Regions from separate parts of the Gossypium hirsutum genome. Here region 2 is linked to region 1. The links are chromatin contacts, called in public Hi-C maps. All regions are on one chromosome and are shown on one strand. Each heading gives the region's core, a stretch centred on a gene start, on an enhancer-like site or on the middle of the called end of the contact. The rest is flanking DNA. Distances are from core to core; before and after follow the strand shown.

Evidence for each region. Hi-C and Micro-C count contacts between places; a contact is called where the count stands out from the background.
Region 2: a contact with region 1 is called in a Hi-C map of leaf, with 2.3 times the contacts expected there. The contact joins the enhancer-like site here to the promoter of LOC107912568 in region 1. A contact is called at or near these places in 9 of 34 Hi-C or Micro-C datasets (anther, cotyledon, leaf and 1 more).

What each region holds. Positions count from the first base shown.
Region 1 is chrD08:24,110,550-24,116,941 of Gossypium_hirsutum_v2.1, forward strand. It overlaps LOC107912568 (heparanase-like protein 3), which reads right to left and starts at 2,203. Exons shown (of 9, transcript XM_016840810.2): 1 at 1,764-2,203; 2 at 1,543-1,579; 3 at 1,283-1,466; 4 at 1,044-1,192; 5 at 729-959; 6 at 452-641; 7 at 238-363; 8 at 15-114. The coding sequence starts at 1,991.
Region 2 is chrD08:24,176,162-24,182,159 of Gossypium_hirsutum_v2.1, forward strand. No RefSeq gene overlaps it. Among protein-coding and RNA genes, the nearest start is that of LOC121220467, 31 kb to the right of the region's middle. Within about 2 kb of position 2,895, at least 5 of the 9 cell types and tissues checked have an H3K27ac peak or open chromatin away from gene starts, as enhancers often do. A contact at or near this core is called in cotyledon and leaf, where this site is marked.

The DNA.
Region 1 (6,392 bases), core at 953-3,452:
TGAGATGAACTTACTGATTGTTTTGCACAGTGAGTGTAGGAGCGGATCTTGTCTGTCCCGGTGAAGCTTGTCGAAAGAACATTTCTTCCCATTAGCCGGTGCCAAAGAAGTGCACTGCAATGGAGAAAGCAGAGTATCATGCAAGTTAGGCTTAGATAAATGAAAGCTTATTTTGAAGTAATAGGTCTAATTCGAATCCTGCAAGCTCGTAATGAAAGAATTTGAAAAAGCAATTACCTGTAGTAGTCTGGATTTGGTTCAAAGTTGGTGGTGTTTAGTAAACCATAATTTCCACCAACCAGTGACTGTCTGCAATACGTTTTCGTATCATACTTGGATGCCATGCCGAGTTGATCTAAATACCTGCAATTCATGTCCCAGGAACAATGAATCAGAAATCTATCAGACAGAAAGGCCTAAGCTTCGGGATAGCAAGGTATTGCGACATTACCAGAAACTGAACACAAATGCATTTGTGACAAGATTATGGCCACTGTTGTAAGCTCCTCCAGCCTCACCCACCCAGGCAGCTGCTGAAGTTGTAGAATTCTTGATGATGTTATGAAGGCCACTGAATGTTCCGGACACGCCCTCAAGAACGGATGGATCGAGAATCTTTCCAACAAGATGGTCATCAACTCCTACACAGAGAAACACACGATTGTCAAGTTCAAACCTTCTTTCATGTCCTAAGCTCCTATACTGGATTATGCACATAGGAACCATACCTGGTCCAAGGTTGTATATGTGGTGAGTGACAACATCGAGGGACTTGTTTGTCTTATCAATATATTCCGTGAACCAATCCGAGTCATAGAACCCTCCCGGTGTGATAATTAACGGCTTCAAATCAACATTCTGGTATATCTTCTGCACTATACTTTGCAGAGCTGCTGTGTCAGCCGCATACTGGTCTGCAGAGACCCGAGTTCCGACCCCGCTTCCGCACAATTCATTTCCTGACAAGCGAAAGATAACAAAAATAATGTGTTTCGGTCGATACATTATCAAGAATTCAGACATATCATGTATAGTTCTTTTACCTAACTCCCAACCGTGAATGGTATAGTTCTTGTCAACAGTGTATTGCATAAAAGATTCGGCATTGGTGTAGTTCCAAGCACCTACGGCTGAACCATCAGAGGCTATAGTTCGACCAGCAAGTGCATTTAATCCAAAAATAACCTTAGCTCTGAATAATCAAACAGCTGAATTAAATTAATGGTGGAATTAAGAATTCATAATGTTGAAGCTCAAGGAAAATTGAAAATGGTGTTTATACCCTGCTTTTTGAAAGAAGGAATTAAGGTCATCCCATCTATTCATTGGCAAACATCCTTGTGTAAAACCAAACATCTCAGAAGTGTTTTTGACAAATGAAGTGCAGGGTAGTTGATTGTCATCAGTGTCATATATGACTTTGTCTTGTAATGTGCCGCCCAACCTAATCTTCAATGGTGAAAAAGCTGAAAAATATAGGGACTGGTAAATAAATAAAATAGAATAATTGAGATGGATTTTTATGGGAAAGAATTGCCTTACCTTTAACGGCATTCAAGAATAAGTTTTTATTAAGATCCTGCAAAAGAAAAAAAAAAGAAAAGAAAAGGAAGATGAAACAACATCTCAGCCAAAACCACTTTTAAACTGGGAAAATATGCTTTTTCCAGATTGAAACAGAAATACCCTCAAAAGTGTGAAAAGACCCATTATGTTCATTATGAAAATCATTGTCAAACAACAAAGAAAAGAAGAAGAAAAACCAGATTGAGAAGCCCAGCAAGGCCCCAACTGCATGTCCCATAATCACATTTCTCAGGAGGCCACCAATCCAAAGTAGCACAAATGAAATCATCATCTATTCTACCAATCGGAGCTTTTCCATCAATGAAAACAGTCCCTTCAGCACTTGCATCAGCTTGTGAACTTACAAAACTCAAGCTGTAGAAGTTTAACAAACTAATAAAACAAACCCAGAAACAAAAACCCATCTTTGGATTCAACTCAGGAAGAAGAAAAAATATTTAGATCTTCAATGTTCTGGAAATGGAGCTGAAGATATATTAAGTTCCCATAGGAGGCAAAAGTAAAAGATTGAACTTTTTTTCTTTAATAAAAAGGGGGACAAAAAGTGAAAATAAAAGCAGAAAGAGGAGGATATTATATATATATATAAAAGGTTTTTATGGAAATGGGGAGAATCAAGTTAAGCTTCTTTCCATGTTCGTTTAATTAAGTTAGCAGTTTAGAATTAGTTGCATTAAGTGGGACCATTATGGGCTGTTGTTCTCTTTCATCTTTGCATTCCCTTAAGGAAAACAGCAAAGATTTCTTTTTTATTTATTTTGCTTTTTGAACCTATCAAACAAAACTGAATCTAAAGGTTGTGGGATCCACTGTTTTGTAAGAACCTTGAAAGCATGAAGAACGTCAAAGCCGCAAACCCTCGGCTTTGTTAAAATATGTAGTTACTCCCTGTACTTTGTCAAATTTTGAGATTTAGTCCCTAAGCTAAAAATTAATTCCTCCTTTTTTTAGAAAAAAATCAGTCAAATAATTAAAATCAAAAGTATTTTTTTTCAAAATTTGATTAGATTGTGCTCGTATAATTAACAGAAAATAAAGATGTTACATTGACAAATTTTGACAGAAACTACCAATGACGATTATAATTGGACTAGAGTTTTTAAATTAAAAAATTAAAAAAAAAGACTGAATCTTTTTACGTTTTAAAGTAACAGGGACTAACTGCACAATTTAAACCTAGATATAATGAAAAGATAATGGTATAGGTTAGGGATTCCTCGTAACAAAATTTCATTTTTGCTTAATATATGGTTAGTGCTGTATAGAGCATTGAAAATATATACGTGGACATCGAGTAGTGTGTATTAAAAAGTGAAATTAATTTATGATTGAAATAATATAGATATTCCATTATCAAATGTGTTAGGACGTTGGTTTTTTTGTTTTAGCTACTAATAAATGGAAGCAAATAGGGAGAAACGTAAATGAACAAGTTGGAAGAAACCCACGTCAGCATCATTAAATATTCTTCATTGTTTTACGATTGGATGACCAAAGCTTTGATTATAAAACAAGTGCATACCACTCATACGAGGATTCCTCAAATAATAACAAGATTGAAGGCATATTTTGGTGATCCAACTAAAACTGAGATATTCACCACTACTTTGTATTAAATAAAAATTAACTAAACAAAATAATATATCTCAATTTCCTCTTTTAAATTCTTTATTTATTTAGTACATATCATCTCACTACAGGATAAAAAAATTATTTCTAATTCTAGTATACATTTTTTTTAATTTTAATTTATTAAAACTATTTGTAAACTTTTACAAATATGATGACATCTATAAATATTTTTATGTTACTTATTTTTAATTTATAAAAATTTAATAATTTTTTTCTAAATCAATTATTTATTCAAGAGAATGTTCATATATGCTCTACTGAGAAGGGATTGTATGACACTGTGATTCCACGTCATCCTTATCTCTTTTTAATAGTAGAATGACAAATCAGGTTTTTCCTCCTGATTTTTAGCATTTTTAGTTGGATTTGAATGTTTTAAGGAGGAAAAAGCTAAAAATTAGGAAAAAAAATCTGATTTGTCATTATCCTATAGGAAATGGATAAAAATGACGTAGAATCATAGTTTCATATAATCCTTCCTCATGCTTTACTATCTTATCATCTAATCTGATAAATAAATATATAAACTAATTCATGCATTCCGGATATTTTTTGTTACCAACAAAATTTGTTTGTTGAGTGATTTAAAACTTAGAATGTCATTCTATACTAATCCCTACAATATGACTTCACCTTAAAATGGAGTATTCTCCTTTCACTTGAATTGAAATCAAAGCAATTTTGAGAGTATTGCTTGGGTTTTATTTTTTTGTTGAAAACAATTGTCATATTCGTATTATAATCGAAATGAAATGTTCATCTTCAATCAAAAGTTGGTCCTATTGCTGTTCTCAAACTAGTTAGTTGGAGAGTTTCAGCAAACATGTCTTTCCCATATTGATGAGAGTATGGTGAGGCATCTACCTAGACCAAAAGGGAACCCACCAACACCATTACTTCAAGGTTAGTTAAGGCGAAGCTTTTCCTTGTTTTTGTTGTACATTCACCTAACACTCCTTTCTTATTTGGAAATCTAATTATTGTTTTAAGCTGTCAAGTTCCTGTCATCCACTAACACACCCACCTTCGATGTTATCCAATGCAAGCAAATCTTCATGTGCACTTGAAGAAAAGCTTCAGTTTTTTACCTAGAATGAACAAGGTTCCAAAACTATGAGAGCTGGCTGGTTATGCAAGGGAACTCTATGTATTCTCCACTTGTCAACTTATTATCTTTTCATAATTATATATACACATTTTCTTCAAAAGCAGTTGAACAAATACCAATTAACAAGCATTCGAGAAAACAAAGTCAAACATTTAGATGGTAGATAGAATTGGAAATTGTATCAATGCTCGATTTATCATTTAACATCATGCAAAATAAAATTAAGTAATTTATTTTCAAAAGTTTGGTTGATTAAAAAGTAATGAAATACTTCTGCTTTTATGAATTGTTGTACGTTTTGTTCCAACAACAAATGAAGCAGTCGGGATTACTTCAGACTATTGAATCACAGTACAAATTTTAATAATTTACACCCAACCATCTCCAAGCCTTATCCTCACATATTCAATATAAATTCGCTCAACCTTTTCTATTGAGAGCTGTAATAGATCTATGAAAGAAGAACAATTGATGCGATCAAAATATGTTCCTTTAAACTAAATTGAATAGTGCTCTCACTTAGTGTATAAAATATGAGAAAGTTCATTCTTTATAAAGACTTTCTTCACAGTTTCGAAGTATGCCTCGCATTTTCGGACCGTTCCAGGCACTTATCGTTACCTGTATTGTGACACGAGGACGTAAAAATCACAACAACTCCAACAGGCGACGACGTCGGGACAAGGAGGTTTTCGATGTCACGAAGACGGACAACATCATGACAAGGCGATTCGGGATGTTGCTACGTGGCGACGTGTTTCCCACATAAATCGAGTTTCTTTTCTCAGTTAAACTCTATTATCTTTTCTCAATTAAAGTCTAATTATTCTAGGGATATTTTAGTCATATATTCACACGAATTTCAGCCTATAAAAAGACTTTTGTGACCCTAGAATTGATATCTTCATCACATTAAGATTAAAAGAAGATTAAGAGAGTTTTGAGAGAGCTTTAAGGGAATTTCATGTTTTAATCGGAGAGCTTTGTTTTTGAGGTTTAAGGTTTATTTATTTTTAAGTTATCTCTATCTTGTACTCGTTCAGATTATTTATCGTTTCATTGAAGTTTTCTCTGCCCGTGGTTTTTATCCTTTTCAAAAGAGTTTTTCGCGTAAAATATTTGTGTTCAATCTTCTCTCTACTTTTTTCTATTTCATTGTTTATACGGGTCGATCCCCAACAAATTGGTATAAGAGCTTGATTCAGATTCTGCAATCAACCCGTTTAGAGATGACAATAAGATTCGATATTGAGAAGTTCGACGGAATCACAAATTTCAATTTATGGCAAGTTAGGATAACAACTATTCTAGTTCAATACGGTCTGAAGAAGGTCGTTACAGGGAAAAAGCCTCCGAATATGAATTAGTTAGAAAATGATGAACTTGATGAGAAGGCTCTGACAATAATTTAGTTGTGTCTCACGAACAATGTGTTGCAGAAGGTGCTTTCAAAGAAAACGGTAGCAGCTTTATGAAGAAAATTAGAAACCCTATACATGACAAAGTCTTTGTCTAATCGATTGGTGTTGAAACAACACCTATACATGTTCCGTATGGACCAAGGTGAGCACCTTAGCGGTCACATCAGTTAATTTGTCACTTTCTTGAGCGATCTGAAGAATGTTGAGGTTAATATAGATGATGAATATCATGCTTTCTATTATTGTATTATTTACCCCCTTTATATAAGTCTTTTAGAGTGACTGTAATTTATGGTAGAGATAAACTATTGTTCGAGGAAGTGAAGGGAAAATTGTTGAGAAAAGAAAAACTCGACAATGAGTTTGGTTCAAATAGTAAGTCAGATAAGCAAGCCTCGATTTTGGTTGCAAGAAACAAGATTGGATCAAAGTCAAGGAATTAAGACAAGACATGTGGCTACTGCAAGAAGTTAGGTCACATTAAGGCAAAGTGTTATAAATTGCAAAATAAGAATAAAAGGGTCACTGAGAGCAACGAGAGGGCAGTATCCGATGCTAGTATGACCGAGGACAAGGGTGATGATTGGTTGCTGGTGTTTACAACCGAAAAGTCTAAGCTTATGTCCGAGTGGATCCTAGATTCA
Region 2 (5,998 bases), core at 1,645-4,144, 66 kb after region 1:
GGATAAAGAATTTCATCCTTACTTTCCATTGGAAGTGGTTGACACTATTAAGCAAGGAATGATATATGATGGAATAAACTTCGTCCATAATTGTTGACCTAGACTTAATATTCATCTAAACTCGATATTTTTGGCCTCGAATCGCTTCTTCTGATGGTTAAACCTTTTGATGAAGACCAAACTTTGATACCAATTGTTAGGCCCGAAAATACCAAGAGGGAGTGAATTAATATTTTAAAATTCATTACGAACTTTTCTAAAGGATGAGGAAATGAAAGAAAGCTTGGATACTTCAATTTATAGTGGTTCAGCCTCAATTGCCTACTTACACTGCCTTGGTATACCTCAACTAAGTATTTCCCAATTTACTATACTTAAATTGATACCTTTCAAGGAGAATGTATAATCTTTATAATCTTTATCTTTTTCACAATGCTAAGATAGAATCTTCCCACTAGTTTTTATGACTCAACTAAAACTCTCTAGTTTTTACAAGGTTCAACTATAACCTTTTACAAATTATGTAAGGTTTTATACCTCAAAAACTTTAATTAGCTTTTGCAATACAAAGAAAAGATGTAAACAATGAAGACTTCTCAAAGGTATGTGTTTACAAGTGTTAAGCTCTCTCTTTCAAAGAATTGAAATGAGGATGATAAAAAGATTTAACAATAAGAACCTAAGAGATACGTACAAGAGAAAAATGAGAAAATGAAGAATTTGAGACTTTTCTCTTGATTTCTATGCTTGAATGTTCATCTCTTGTATCTTGAAGTGTTCTTCATATGTATATATAACAAGGAAAAATTTTGTGACCTTTTACAGCCATTCTGGATAATTTCTAGTCATTGGAAGCATTGTAGACAAACTTGTATCGATACAACTCACAAGATATATGGGTTGAAGTGATCTTGAGTAGAAGTAGACTTGTATTGGTAGAAGTGGACTTGTATTGGTAGAAGTGGACTTGTATTGATACAACTAGGACATGTTATCAATACTACGTCCCAAACTTGTATAAAATGAGTTTAAAACACTTAAAAACATTTTGGATTGACTAAAAAACATTTAGATAAATTAAAACACATTTAAAACATATTTTTGAGTACTTTTACAAGCATTTGAAATGCTTTAAAAATGTTTAACAAAATTTCGAATAATTATTTTCACCAAATAAATTAGGAAATATAAATAAATTTTTTTTCTTAAATGTTATTTTATTAAAAGCTTGGGACATCAAAACTAAAAAGATGTAAAAAAGTCTAAAAATAATTAAAACTTGTAAAAAAAATATTTAAAACTATTAAATTTATAAAAAATATTTAAAAAGTTATATAACTTACAAAAATATAAAGCTTAGGAAAAAGTATAAAAAACTATAACTTCTTTTATGAGTTTTTGTTTTATAATTTTCAATAAATTTAACAAAATTTAAAAGTTTTATGTATGTTTAAATATTTTTATATTTTTAATAATTTTATAATATTCTGAATCATGTCTAGAATGCACTTGGATGATTATTTATTTAGACTCGACGTACATTTTTAGTATTTTTTTGTTAAATTCTTTTACATATATGTTAATATGGTATGCAATGTGTTATCATCTGATAAATTCATTTGTCATGCTAATTAATTTTAATTGTTAAAAAGACAAAAAACGTTAATGAAAAAATTAATTAAGTTATCGACTTTTTAATTTTTTCTTGAATGGCAGTGGCACAAGATAAGCATGGTAATTGGATGTGGAGAATAGAAAGAAGTATTGCGAGATGCAATGTACTACAAGCTGAGCTTTAGGCCATCTATGATGGTCTTCAATTGGCGTGAAAAGCTAAATGACTAATATTATTATTGAGACAGATAGTGCGCAAGCTATTAAAGGTGTTCATGAAAAACATAGAAGACAATCTAATAGAGATTTGATTGTGCGCATTCAGGAATTTTACAAATGCGAATGGAGAGTGTTCTTTAAACAAGTACCAAGAGAGGTGAACTCGACTGCTGATATTTTAGATGGGTTGATGAAAGATTCTCCTATAGACTCGAGAATATTTCATGCTGCCCCTTCACAGGTTGACGATCAATTGCGGACAGACAAACATGTTATGCAATCCAACATATTAACTTGTAATTGAAGCTTTTATTTCTTGTCACCAAACAATTTTTTTTTTACTCCTACGCCCTAATACTAGGTGGATAAACCCTTGCGTCGGTAGATACTTTTCCTTGATGCTATCCACTCTAAGATGATGCCTGTACCTTTATTACACGACTAAAAGAATACTTCAACAATGCATATTATCTGCTTTAACCCCCTTTTTTCCTCAATAAATGTTATAACTTGATACCATTAAGTTTCAGAATCGAATTCCACTATAATCTATTCTTGTAGTCTTTATAATACAATACCTTGATACCTACGAATTGCAAAGAAACGGCAATTTTGTTTATTTGGTATGGTCTAATTCATCAATTTATTCCAACTAGCTTTTGATAGGAATATCTTACTGTCAAAGACAAGCATATGGAGGGAAAAGCAGAGAGAAACGTGAAATGTTTATAACTTAAAAATGATTAAGCATCTTACCTAATCTGACAAAAATCATTAACCATGCAATACTCAATAGGCTTCCATTGGAGCTTGCACAATGATCCTTGAGTTGAGCATGGAAACATTTTAGGCCAACAACTTCCATTGATACTGGTAAACGCCTTGCAGCAATCGTGGTCAATGCTCCCAAATTGGCCACTCAAAATAGACATAAATTTCCCCTATACACCCATGAATGTTTAACAGACTTGACCAACATTGGAGCGGAGTTGGAGCAGTCTCCGGTGGGAGTAGGCCTGGAAAGTATGGTATGATCCCCAGTGGAATTGGTGGAAGCAGCTGAGCCTGAGCCTGAGCCTGAGCCTGGGCCTGGGCCTGACCTAGCCTTGGCTGGACCAAAACTACTGTGAATGTGAGTAGTAGTAGGAGCCACCAAATTGTTGCTTCAGCTTTCTGTGACGACATGGTTTTGATTGATAATGGTCAAATTGGTAGTTGAAAGGAGGAACGAGGGTGTGATTATTAATAGCGAGAGAGCAAGTTACTATCCATTTTCATTAATTACAATCTGTTTCTTTTAGCATTAATAAGTTGAATCAAAATTAATGACAATATACTTCATTAAGTTTTTGTTTTCCTCTTTTACTATGATCGGTTTAGATTGAGATATCTTAATTATTTGTAATCAAAACTCTTTATGTAATTTGTGTTTGGTAAGGACCGCCATCCAATTATGGGATACCATTGTTATTCTTACATTGATAAGATGATATTTAAATTTAGATATTTTAATTATTATTTGTGATACTATTTAATTTAAATAGATTAAATATTTAAAATTCAAATATACTTTCTTTTTACGATCCATTATCCAAATCTACTTTACTTCTACTATTAACAAATTCACATCCATTATATGTTTTACTTTTATTTTCTTCTGCTTACCGATTGCAAATATTTAGTGGATTTGGATATTTCATAGTACTATCCCCTACTTTACAAAAAATTATACATTTGTAATTTACAAAAAGAAAAAAAAAAGTGTAGATATTTTCCCCCTATTTATGCCTCAAAAGTAAGTATTTTAATTCTTTTATAAATGAAGAAATTATAAATTAATATATGATAAAATTACACTTTAAATTATTAAAAAAATTTATAATTCAACTCTAACTCATACAAAATTTTTGAATTTGCCCCCGAAAAGCTAAGCTAGCATAGAGTAGTAAAGAATTATATTAAGAAATTGTTTATCTTAATTAGTAGATAATCTTGTAGATTTAGATATTTGAAAGATAAATTTAATTAACCCGGATTCATGTAATAATAATCAGATTAAATGCGAATGATAAATAAATTTAAATTTTAAAATAAATTCATAGGTTTATATTTTATAAAGATGGCAGACATTGAATCCAGCAAAGCTAGCATAGATTATGAATTTGTTTACCCTAATTAGTAGATTGGCAAAAGCATATGATCTAAAAGCAAATAGCGAAGAATCAAATCTAAAGCATATGGTCTAAGCTATATTTACTACTATTGGTAGCTATTTAGTTTGTTCAGCCTTATATATTAAATCTAAATTATTTTCACCATAAAATTAAGAAAAAAAATAAAAAAACTGGGTATAATGATTTACTTAGCCTTTTAATCCTCTAATTAAAATTTTGTCTATTTTAATTTTTAAATTTATATTTTTTGTCAAATCACCTAAAATAAATAAAAAATTTAACGTCTATTAAGTTTGCTAACATAACATCCACATGTAATTCACATGTAAGTCCACATGTGTTTAACAATTAATTAATTTTTTAAAAATAAAAATGATTAAAAAATAATTTTTATACTTTTTTAAATAATTTTAATTTTTAATAATTTTTATAAATTTTAAAATTTAAAAAATTTAATTCTTGACGTGGTGGTATCCACAGCAAAGTTAACAGATGTTAATTTTTTATTCATTTTAGACTGATTTGAAAAATACCACAAATTTAAAAACTAAAAAAGACGAAAAATTAAATAGAAAACTGGAATGACTTTATTTATAAAATTAGAGGATCAAACAAATTATTATATTTTATTTTAACATGATAACTTGATTATAAATAAGAGCCCAATTTAGAGTTGGGCTTTAAGTTGTTGCATTAGTCTCTTGAGTCTAATTGGTTTGGTATTAATAATGTTGGCCATTGTTGTTGGTTTTCTTAATTTCTCGTTTAATCTAGCTAAGTTGGGTTGATTATATATTTTGTGTTTTTTTTTCACAAATTAATTTCAAAAATAAAAAATTGGGTTAATTTATGTCAAAGGACAGAGTGTGCAATTTAGCTGTAATTTGTGAAAATTAAAAAAAATGAAAAAAAAAAGCAAAACAAAAGTTATTATTGAAGTGAAAAAGTAAATTCCAATCAAATTCACTGATTAATTTAAAGGTTTCGACATCAACATTGCATAAAGGACATGAAATTTCAAATTCTAAATCTTCAATTATTTCTTTTGGATCACTGCTCCAATGCCAACGACCATATTCATCGTCGAAAATTGTGTTAATGCTATTATTTAATTATTTTTTGTAATATCGTGAAAGTATTATGGATGCTTGAAATAAAAATCGGATTGCATTTTATTTCATTTATTAAAAAATAAATAAGTGAATCCCTATACATTAGATGAAATAATATATTGGTCATTTTTTTTAAAAAAGTTTAATCCATTTGTATTGTTAAAAATTAAGTCATTAACGAAATAACCAAACAATAATACCTGGCATGCCATTTGTACTTCATATTGATGGGCATGAACCAGTTTTTAATAGTAGAAATGAATAAAATTTTTAATAGAATGATTAGTTCGCTATTTAATTTAATGTATAGGGACAAAATGCAATCTAACTCCTAATACAATAACCCATTAGGATGGTTTCTTTTTTGGATTAAACTTCTTTTTTCTTGTTTCTTCTTCTTCAAATGAAAATTGCAGTATTCTACATCTTAATATTTTGTAGTGCGAGTAGTGCTATTTCGATAGTATAGAGAGCAGTAAGATCATTACTAAACACAACCTCCAATAAATAACTTATACCTTCCTCTTCCTGCGATTCATTAAGAAGAGTAAAAAGGATGTTCTCAACATCATCTTGCATCTTTGTTCCCTGTTGCAACATGACTTGAACATTCTCACTTTATCAGTTATTGATACAAATTCTTGCTAGTTTCACAAACTATTTATGAATATTTGATGTATAATCTCGCAAAGTATTTTACAACTGTGAAACAAATTATACACTATTAAATATTGGCAATATAATATGATGAGTATATATAAAAAAAATTAAATAAATAAAAGTAAATTTATATTGTGATACATGCACGGATGAAGTGAAATTTATTAAATTCAATTTATTAAAGTTGTCAATTTTCAAGTTTGTAAAATTAGGTAGACT